Linked DNA regions of Sus scrofa: region 1 is linked to region 2. A link is a contact called in public HiChIP or PLAC-seq data. All regions are on one chromosome and are shown on one strand. Each heading gives the region's core, a stretch centred on a gene start, on an enhancer-like site or on the middle of the called end of the contact. The rest is flanking DNA. Distances are from core to core; before and after follow the strand shown. Region 1 has its middle 72 kb from the start of CRYAA. Region 2 has its middle 8.0 kb from the start of CRYAA.

Region 1 (5,217 bases), core at 1,991-4,490, 66 kb after region 2:
CCCCAGGGTACATTCCCTCTGAGGAGTCTCTTCTCTTTTCATGACTTGGGGGGGACTCTTACGAAGCACAGTCCCCACCTCCCTTCCCAAGACAAAAATCCAGCATCCATTTCAGCGTGAATCTGGGTGGCGCCCAGGGCTGTGTGACTGGCTGGCCCTGCCTCCGCTGTGGTTCCACGGGGCTGGCCGCGTGGCTTTGCAGCTCTGCAGGTCCTTCCTGAGAATCGGTGCCTCTTGGCATTTCCTCTGATCTCCAGGAGATGCATGATGTTGCTCCTGGTCCCACGTGGCGTCTGTGACCTCAGCTGGGATCCCAGGGCCGCGTGGGCAGGAAAGAGAGCCATCAGCACAGACGTGGGGCACGGTGGTCCCCCAGCTCTGCGTCCAGCTGTGCCGGGGGAATGAGGGGAACCCCTTCGGGTCCATAAACTGGCTGCAGCCTCTGACGCCTGCCCGGACCGCCACACAGCACGCTCCGTCTCTCTGGGGCACCCGGTCGGGGAGAGAGAACAGACGCGCCAGGCACAGGCCAGCCTCCCGGAGCAGAAGTGGGAGGTCCAGTCCGGGCCGTGACTCCAAAAGGGTCTGTGAGCCACCCTGGCGGGCCAGCAGGAGGAGGGGGCCGGGCTCTAGGGCAGAGCTGTGCCCAGCCCTGGCCCAGCCGTCCCAGGCCCAGCGTGGCCTCCGTTGGCACCTGTTCTAAAGCTCTGTGCGTTTGTCCGTCTCCTGCAGGCTGGAGCTCCAGCAGGAGGGAGGCCTGGGGGGGAGGGGTCAGGTCTGAGCCCCCAGCACAGGAGGGCAGGGGTTCGGCAAGGGGTGGGCTGATGGACGGTGGTGGACCTGACCCCTGGGACAGTGGGACCTTCCGTAGGGAGGGGAGGAGAACAGCGGTCCTTCCTGTGGCTCCTTCAGGGCCACTGGGGGTCAGAACTGGACATAAATGACAACACGTCAGTGTCCTTTGGCCGCCGAAACAAATGACCACAGATTGGGTGGCTTAAAAGAACATAATTCCGGTCACAGTTCTGGAGGCCGGAAGTCCAGAGTCACGGGGTCTGGAGAGCCAAGCTCCTAAGCATCTCGGGGACAGCCGGTTCCCGGTCCCTCAGCGTCTGATGCTGCGGGAACCCTGTCTTCCATGGCTTGTAGACTCCTGGCCCCAAGCACAGCCTCGGCCACCGCAGGGCCATCCTGCCCAGCGTGTCTGTCCTGTCCTCTCAGGACCCGCCCCCTTCCAGGCTGATCCTATCCTGACTCATCCCACCTGCAAAGAGCCGGCGCCACACCAGGTCACCGTCAGGGCACAGGGGTTGGGACATGGACAGTCAGGGCACAGAGGTCAGACTACGGACATGTCTCTTAGAGGCGGGACAAGTCCACCCGCAACAGGTGGCAAAATGATCCCCTCCCCTTAAAGAGCCACACTGGGCGGAATCGCAGAGGCTGGGCCTTGGGGTGTGGCCGTGGCTGCCCAGGTGCCAGGCGCGGCCCATGCCAGCTGCCCTCAGCAGCAGCCTGGGGACGGTCGGTACAGTCATGCTGGCCCCGTGCTGCACTGCTGTCCGGAGGGTCACTGGGGCTGCCCACTGTGGGCCTTCGTGAGGACAAGGGCGCTGTTCATGTCACGTGGAACCGAGAAATGTCTGCTGCCTGGGCTGCCAAGACTCTGCAGGCCTGGAAGGGCCAGGTCGATGCCAGACCCCGTGCAGGGCAGCCCAGCAAGGAGGATCTGAGACTCCAGCCCTGGCTGTGGTGACCGGTCCCTGCCCAGCAGGCGGGGCTGCCAGGAGTGTCCAGAGAAACCATTAATATGCGGTGGCACGAATCTGGCATCACAGGCCGCCTTGGGGGCCGCTGACTGGGGCTTCCAAGGCCCCTTGGCCCTGCCCGGTGGACAGAGTTAGGACTTTTCTTGTAGAAGGGGACGAGAAGGCCCTGGAGGGGAATACGGGGCAGGCACAGCCTGGGGGCCACACACTCACTGTCATCGTCCACCGACTGACAGAAGAGGACTGCCCGCACCAGGGGGCAGGGTCAGCCTTGTCTGCTGTGGGGGCTCTGCCTGCCAGTAGGGGGCCCCAGCCTGGCCCCCAACAGGGAAGGCTGGAAGCAGGTCTCTGTGGGGAGCTGCCACCTGTCCTAAACACAGTTTCAGCAGCTCAGGCAGTTCGGGGGAGGGGGCAGTGACAGATGGACCAGGGGAGGGGTATAAGCCCACTCCCCGGGGGCATGCACTGCGTCATTTGGCATAGGGGATGGGCCACTGGGGGTGCCTCCTCTCCTCCTCCCACCAGCCCCACCAAGAAGCCCCTTGAAGGCAGGCTCGACCAGGCACCCAAGAGCCAGCTTGGCCACTGTGCCTCCTGAGCTGACAGCTTGGTCTTCCAGAAGGATCTGGAGTCAGGGTCCTGGGAACATCCCAACGCAGAGACCAGCCCCAGCCCCACCCAATGTGGGCATCTCCATGCACACACTCCCCTGGGAAACTAAGGCAGGTGGGAGAGGCTGGCAGGTGGGAGAGGCTGGCAGGTGGGAGAGGCTGGCAGGTGGGAGAGGCTGGCAGGTGGGAGAAGCTGGCAGGTGGGTAATGCAAAATGCTTCCTCATTTTCAACATGGACGCAACAGTGCCCTAACCCCGGCAAGGCCGGAACTTGAGCGGCTGCTCATGGAGCAGCCGTGAGCTGGCTGGTGCAAGGGAGGAGCCTCCCCCACGCAGGATCATCCTTGACAGGACTGCGCTGCTGTCTTGCCATCATCCTTGACAAAACCACGTGCCACGTCCCAGCGGATGTTGCACTGAGGCTCCATGAGAAACTGACTCCCAGCCGGGAGGGGGCAGGCGTTTGCTGAGCCTTGGAGGGGGGGTCAGCACCACCACGTGTCTGGGGGGCCCCCCATCTGGGACTCTGGTGTGCTCCACAGCTGGTGACTTCCCCCAGGCTCGCTGACCTCGCTGTCACAGACCAGGACCGCACCCTTGGAACTGGTTCCCCTGAGTGCAGGGCTGGGCGGGACCGAGACCCACCAGGCTGAACCCGGGATGCAAATGCCCGGCCTGAGAAAAGGGAAGGGCGTCCAGCCACGGCCCGGAACCGGCAGCCCCGCAGCTGGCTCGGGAAGCCCCCTTTCCTCGGAGTCAGGGCTTTTTGTCGTATTTTTGGAGGGGAGTACCGAGGGGGGTGTCCCTGATTAATGAGTCCCAGCGTCTAATCTGCCCACGTGCAGCTGCCCCATCCACCAGCCCCGTGGGCCTCTCTTGCCCATCCAGCCACAGCAAACGGGCGGCCCCAGGGTGACGCTGTTTGTCACCCCCAAGTGTGAGGCCCAGAGTCGGACAAGCCAGGCTGCAGAAAGGCAATGCCAGCTGCTCTACCAGGGCTCATGTGGGCACAGGGGTGGCAGATCCGTCGCTCCTCGGATGGCGGGGGTAGGGCTGGGGGAGGGGAGGCGAGGGCAGTGGGGGAAGCACAGGGGGGCGTCGCTAAAGGAGAAGCACTGTTCTGTCCGCCCCCCCCCCGCCCCCAGGACACATGGAGCCTCCTTCGGAGGAAGCCGTGGGCAGCGGCCTTTGCAAGACCAGGGCTCATGGCAGGAAGGGGTGTCCCTGTGTGTTTCCGGGACAGGAGGGGCGGGGGGGAGTGCTGAGTCCTCCATCTGGCCGATGGGGGAGCCCTGCCCTTGGGCCCGGAGACCTAGAGGAGGCCCCTGCCCAGCGTGAGTTTCACGGGCAGCCGCGGGCAGAGGCCCTGGCAGGAATCTTCTGGTGGACAGAGCAGCCGTGGCCGCAGCCTGCCCAGCTGGATTGCCGCCTTACACAGCCACCTTACAGGGGGCCGTTTGTTGGTGTGTGTGTGGGAGGGGCGTCTGCCTGTTGCTGGCTGGTGAGCAAAGGCTAATAAGCCATGGGGGCGCAGCAGTAATTAGCCACGGTCCAGGGCTGGCCCGTCATCTGTCCACATATCGAGACCTGCACCTTGACCCGAGGGGGGACCGGCAGCCATCAAACGGCCAAGCGGGCTCAGAATTGGCCTCCAAGGCTCCGCAGTGCATCTGAGAGCTCTCGTCCCACGCCCATCCCCCCGCGTCACCTTCGCACCCGTGATAGTAAAACGTCCCCCCGCATGTTTGAATCGGGCCATGAGACAAACATGCTACAGGTTTTGAAGGCTCATGCACCGTTACTCCCACCTCTGATGCACGGTCTGCAGCGTCTAAATGTGACTTTTAAGGTGCTCTTTGGAAGGGAGCCCCCGAGACAGGAAGCTGTCACAGGCGTGGTCCCCCGCGGGACCCACAGGCCCTCCCACCTTCCAGCTGTAGAACATTCTGCAAAGGAAACACCCACAATCGATGCTTTAGTCCTACTTGCTGGCTTCTCTTCCACGATGCGTCAGCCACAGGGAAGGATCTTACAGCCTCCAGGAAAGTTTACGTCGGCCCCAGGCCTTCCTCTCCCCACCCCTGAGCTGCGAACAGCAGTTTCAGGGACTCTGTTTATGAAATGAAGGGTGAAGTTGAGGGCGTTGGACTGGGAAATGGATTCCCTGCTTTTTCTAGAGAGCGGGTCATCTGCTCCCGGAGCCTGGGGAGGGGGCGCTTGCAGACATGTGAGCAGCACCATGTGTGCGACTCCTGGGGGCTCTGTGCTCCTTTATCTCGGACCCAGGCCCATCTTTCGGGAGTGAGACTGGCCTGTCCTGCAGGCGGGAGCTCGGACCCACATGGAGGCTGCGAGATGGCTCCTGGGCCCTTCTGGGGACTGTCCAGGGTCACCCCCGCCCAGCTGGACATCCTCCAGGCCACACCTCTTATTGAAGAGGGTCCCCACATCCCGAGCAGAGAGCACCCCACTTGTCAGGGCTGTTCAGGGCAGAGCACATGCATTTCTGAGACAAGACCGGAAAGAGGAGGGTGGCTTAGCGTCCTGCTGGTGGAAGAGAGGCTTCTGGGAAACACCCTGGGCCACGCAGAACCAGATGCGCAAAGCGGGCGGCCTCCTCGGCCCTGTCGCTGGTTGGGTCCCATGGAGATGTATGCGGGGGAGTGGGAGGCCAGCAGGGGTGTCGCCCACGGCACAGACGTGACACCTGGGCACCAGATCCCAAGAGCCAAGGCTCTTACCTTGTTGTCTTCTGCTCTCCTCTTAAAGTTTTTTCTAACAACTTTTCTGTCTCTTTACAAAAGTGAGAGAACGGTTTGTTTAATTGTGGTAAAAT
Region 2 (4,598 bases), core at 85-2,584:
TGCTGCCTGCTGATGCTTCTTGGCCCGCTGGCCTTCCCCCCACCCTGTCCACTTCTGGTCACGTCTTGCCTGGGGGCCACTCCCCAGACAGTCCTGGGCCACTGGAGTCCAGCCTTATTCACCCTAGGACACGCGGCTGTCCCCACCACCAAACTGTGAAGGCGGGTTGGCCAGCATCCCCTGAAACTGATGGTCTGTGGGCCCCACTCAGAGTCCTGCACAAATACAGATGCCCAGGCCCTGGCCCAGACCTGCCGAATTGGCCTGTGTGGGGCTGAAGCCCAGGAGTCTGCGAGCTGATAATTCTCCACGAGAAACTCACATCCAGGAGAGCCTGAGGGACTCCGGAGTAACAGCAGCTGCCTCCGTGGGTGGGTCAGTGACGGGGTGTGGCCTGGCGGCAGAGCAGCCTCCCCACCCCTAGGTCTCATTCTAGATCCTGGGGGGAGGGGCACCTTCTCATTCCAGCAAATAGGAGGCTTGCACGTGGTTACGTGGTTCTGGAGCAGGAACCGAGGTCCCCTCCGGGATCTCACGGTCACCCTGAGCTGCAGGGTCATCACTGACATTTATCAACAGCAGCAGCAGCAGGAAGAGCATTGGCGGAGCACCTACTGTGTGCCAGACACTGTGCCAGCCACACTGGCAGCTGGCAGCCCCAAAGCAGCCCAGCTGCCTGTAACGGGCTCCACTGTTAGGGAGAAAAGCAGGCTTCCAGGCTGAGTCACTTACCTGGCGCTCCCATCGGGGAGGGCCCGGCCAGGACTCACCCTGCCTGTCTGAGCTCAAAGGCAGGACTCCAGCCCCTGCACGACAGGTGTCATTATACAGCCTCACAGCTCACCCCAAGTCAGAAGGCACTGAAGAAGTCAGCCTGGTCCTGATCTGCAGGTGACTTGCTGTGTGACCACAGGCAGATTTTTGAGGCCCTCTGAGTATCAGATCCTGCTTCTCACCAGTTCACGAGGCGCAGGGTGGGTGGGGGGGAGTGGGAGGGGTGGGGGGGATGGTACTCTCTCCCAGGGGCGTCCAGCAAGCCCGTGGCCTCCTGCGTTTCCAAGACTCACCACCAGGTGCCAGCAGAGGCTTTGTCTTGGCCGCCCGGCCCTCGCGGGAAGAAGGGGCGGAGCTGAGAGGTCACCTTCACGGGTCCAGAAGCAGCCGCGCATCTGCTGCGACCAGCTCCTGGGGGTGGGCCGGCCGCGAGAGCTCTGGGAAACCCCGTCCTGACCCAGGGAGTGGGTGTCCAACAGAGGACACTGAAAAGAAAAGCCCCACTGGGAGCCAGTGGTATTTCTTTACAACAAGCAGTTTTTGTTTCGTTTTCTTGTTTGTGAAATCATTTGAAAAGGGGCAAATCATTGCCTGGCAGGCCAGCACCATGTGGGGGGGGCCCCCTGTGGCTCTGGGGGATCTCCCCCCTGGCAGAATGACGTCGTGTGTCGGCCCTCTCTGGCCATGGGCCTGCTGGCTCCCACGGTCTCTTTCTGGGAAGACTCTAGAGCAGCCTCGGGTCCTGCCACGTGCCCAGAGGGGACATGGCCTTGGCAGGCAGCCCTAACACAGTGCCTCAACACTGTGTCCAGCCGTGTCAGACAGGAACCTGATGCGGGTGGGCACAGTGGCGGGGTCACAGGTCAGCGGTCTCATCAGCCAGATGCTACACCCCGAGGCTGTGCACCTGTGTCAGACCGCACGTCCAAGGGGAAGCCACCAGGGGGGCCTGGGACCTGAGGGACAAGGCCAGGACCTGTCTCCTGGAGTCAGGGCGGTGCCTGCCACCTAGCACCTCCCTTGGCCTTCAGGACTTGGGATGGGAGTGGGCTGCCCAAAGGGGATTCCGCCCAGGCTGGGGCCGGGGAGGGGCGGCCTGGCCCAGGGCTGCGGCCCCCATGTGGCCCACATTAGGGCCAGCGTCCTGGCTGCTGGGGTGGCCAGGCTGGGGGTTCTGCCGCTGTGAGTTTGCTCCAGGATCCTGGGCTGGGGGTGGAATCTGCAGGAGCAGGGGTGGTGGATGTGTGCAGGTTGCTGTCACAAAAACAGAACCCAACAGAAGACACGCATGTGTGTGGGCTCACGCACGCACACACGTGCACGTACGGCTCAAGTCACATGCACATGCAAACACAAACACACAAGCACACACACATGCACAACACATAGTGTGAGCCACAGGTGCAGAGTATGCACGTCTGCACGTCTGTGTACACATATGCACACACAGACACGCACTACACGCACCTGCAATGGCCACGAGCAGGCTCTAGGCTCTATTTCCTGCCTCCCGTCAGCTTCTCTCTGTCTGATGTGTGCTTGAACTTGAAGACACAACCACGCCAGACATATCCTGCCCGTCTCCCCCCCTTGAGGGGAGCCTCCCTGTGTGCTGGCGAGCAGTCCCTTTCACGAGGGGCTTTTGGGAACGCCTGGCCGTCTCGGTGTGGCTGCAGCGCCTGGCTGCTGAGCCTGGAGGGGGGGAGGGCACGGTGTGCTCAAGGGCACCCCAAGGTCACGGGCAAGGAACATGAGGATCAGGCTGCTCCTTCTTCCCCAGGCTCTTCCCTCTTGCCTTCATCTCCGCCCAGCCCCCCACCCCCAGGAGCCAGAAATCAACAACAACAATAATAAATATTGTGCTTAAAAACACATCTTTCCAAAACCTCTTCAGACAGAGCCTCACTGCACTTAAGGGTGGGTTTGCAGGTTGCTAAGTATGATGGGGGGGCACCGGGGAGACCAGTCAGACCAGGGGGGTAGAGGTGGGATGCCCACATTCTGCCCACACGACTGCGGGACCTTGGCAGCTTTCCGGTGATGATGGAGCAATTCCTGGGGGGGACCAGGGCCGCTTTCCTCCCCATGGCTGGGGACAGCTATGTTTGGGGACAGCCATGTGTGGGGACTTTGTGTGCAAGTCCATGCGGACAGCTCACCCTGGGCTCCCTTGCGGGGACTTACTGGAGCAGGTGCTTCCTTTTGCTGGTTTCCTGTGAAAAGCTGAATTATAAGGAGTGGCCTGGGGCGGGGGTGGGGGGGATGCGAACCCCAGCTGACCGCTCCTGAGCCGGGTCCTGACTTTCTCACTGCCCGTTCCTGCAGCCACCGTCCAGCGTGTTTCTGGCGACAGGCAGACCGCAGGGCCGTGCCGGTTTCCGGGGGGCTGCCAGGACAGGTGGCCACAAACCGGGCAGCTTCAAACACAGAAATTTATTTGGAGGCCAGAAGTGTGGGAGGAAGGTGTCTGTGGCTGTCAGCCCCCCAGGGGCTGCGGGTCCTCCTGCCTCTTCCCGCTCCTGGGGCTGCGTCTGCCCCCGCCCCCCAGTCTCTGCCTCCAGGGCCACCGACCTCCTGCCTGTGGCTCTCTGCTCTTCTCCCTTTCGTCTTTTTAATTTAAAAAATTAAAGAATAGTTGATTTGCAATGTTGTGCCAATGTCTGCCGTGCAGTGACTCAGTTCTTCTCATACTCGCTCTTTTTTCTTCTCTTTGCCATCGCAGTCTATCCCGGGGGGTGGACAGTCCCCTGTGGTCGTCTCGGGAGGACACCAGCCACGGGCGCTGAGGTCCGCTCGTGTAAAAGCGGAACGGCTGCACCTCAATCCTTACGTTCGTTTCATCTGCCGAGACCCTTTCCCAATAAGGGCAGCTTTGCGGGTTCTGGGGTTTGGACCTGAGACACGTCTGGGGCGTCACTCTCCCACCCGCGACCAGGACGGACGGCCCTGAGTCACACAGCCCTCGGCGGCTGGGACACGTCACGTGCGCCACTGCCCTTGTCCCTGGAGGGCAGCTCTGAGCTCGGCAGGGCAGACACTGACCCACTTTAAAGAAGGAGTTTCCACTGTGGCTCTGCAGGTTAAGAACCCAACATAGTGTCCGTGAGGATGCAGGTTCGATCCTTGGCCTCACTCCGTGGGTTAAGGGTCCGGGGTTGCTTCAAGCTGTGGTATAGGTGGCGGATGTGGCTCGGATCCCGTGTGGCCGTGGCTGCGGCTCTGACTCGACCCCTAGCCTGGGACCTGCCGTAGGAGGTTTTCCACGAGAAAAAATAAATCAGGAAATCAAGGAGAGACAGAGGCCCAGAAGCATCGACCAGGCGCGGGAGGCCTGGGGTGGGAGGCCCGGCGCGGCCGCAGTCCGGGTTCACTGGGGTCGAGACCCTTTGTGAGGGGATCCGTGGTGCCTCGACCTCGAGCGAAATGAAAGCGAACGGCCCGGGTGCGTTTGGTGACACCCCCTCCTGACCAGCCCCCCGGGGCCTCTGTCACAAGAGCTGGGACTCTGCCTCTGCTTCAGGAGCTGGGTTAGGACGCATCCGCCTGACGGGCCCACACTGGCTCCGCGGAGCCCAACCTGGGCCCTCACACTCAGCGCCTGTGTTTCCAGTTTGGAGGTTGCTATGGCAACCCCAGGTTGTCACCCATGGATGACTTGACGGCCGGTGTCCATCAGAGCTTCACCTGTGAACAGACGGGGGACCGCATCCCTGGCAAGGTTCCAGGTCTGGGCCTGTCTGGCTGGCAGGGTGGGGACTTGAACCCATGTGCCCTGAGTGGCACCTGCAGCGTCTCCTCGTTCTCAGCAGGAAGGTTTGGGGCCC

The links. HiChIP or PLAC-seq counts read pairs in DNA pulled down with a chosen protein or histone mark.
Region 1: a contact with region 2 is called in an H3K27ac HiChIP or PLAC-seq map of skeletal muscle, with 3 times the contacts expected there. The contact joins two enhancer-like sites. A contact is called at or near these places in 4 of 47 Hi-C or Micro-C datasets (embryonic fibroblasts, heart right ventricle, omental adipose tissue and 1 more) and 1 of 2 datasets of contacts at active chromatin or transcription factors (skeletal muscle).

The regions. Positions count from the first base shown.
Region 1 is chr13:206,363,186-206,368,402 of Sscrofa11.1, forward strand. No RefSeq gene overlaps it. Among named protein-coding and RNA genes, the nearest start is that of CRYAA, 72 kb to the left of the region's middle. Within about 2 kb of position 3,241, at least 26 of the 83 cell types and tissues checked have an H3K27ac peak or open chromatin away from gene starts, as enhancers often do. A contact at or near this core is called in omental adipose tissue, retroperitoneal adipose tissue and skeletal muscle, where this site is marked.
Region 2 is chr13:206,299,592-206,304,189 of Sscrofa11.1, forward strand. No RefSeq gene overlaps it. Among named protein-coding and RNA genes, the nearest start is that of CRYAA, 8.0 kb to the left of the region's middle. Within about 2 kb of position 1,335, at least 53 of the 83 cell types and tissues checked have an H3K27ac peak or open chromatin away from gene starts, as enhancers often do. A contact at or near this core is called in omental adipose tissue, retroperitoneal adipose tissue and skeletal muscle, where this site is marked.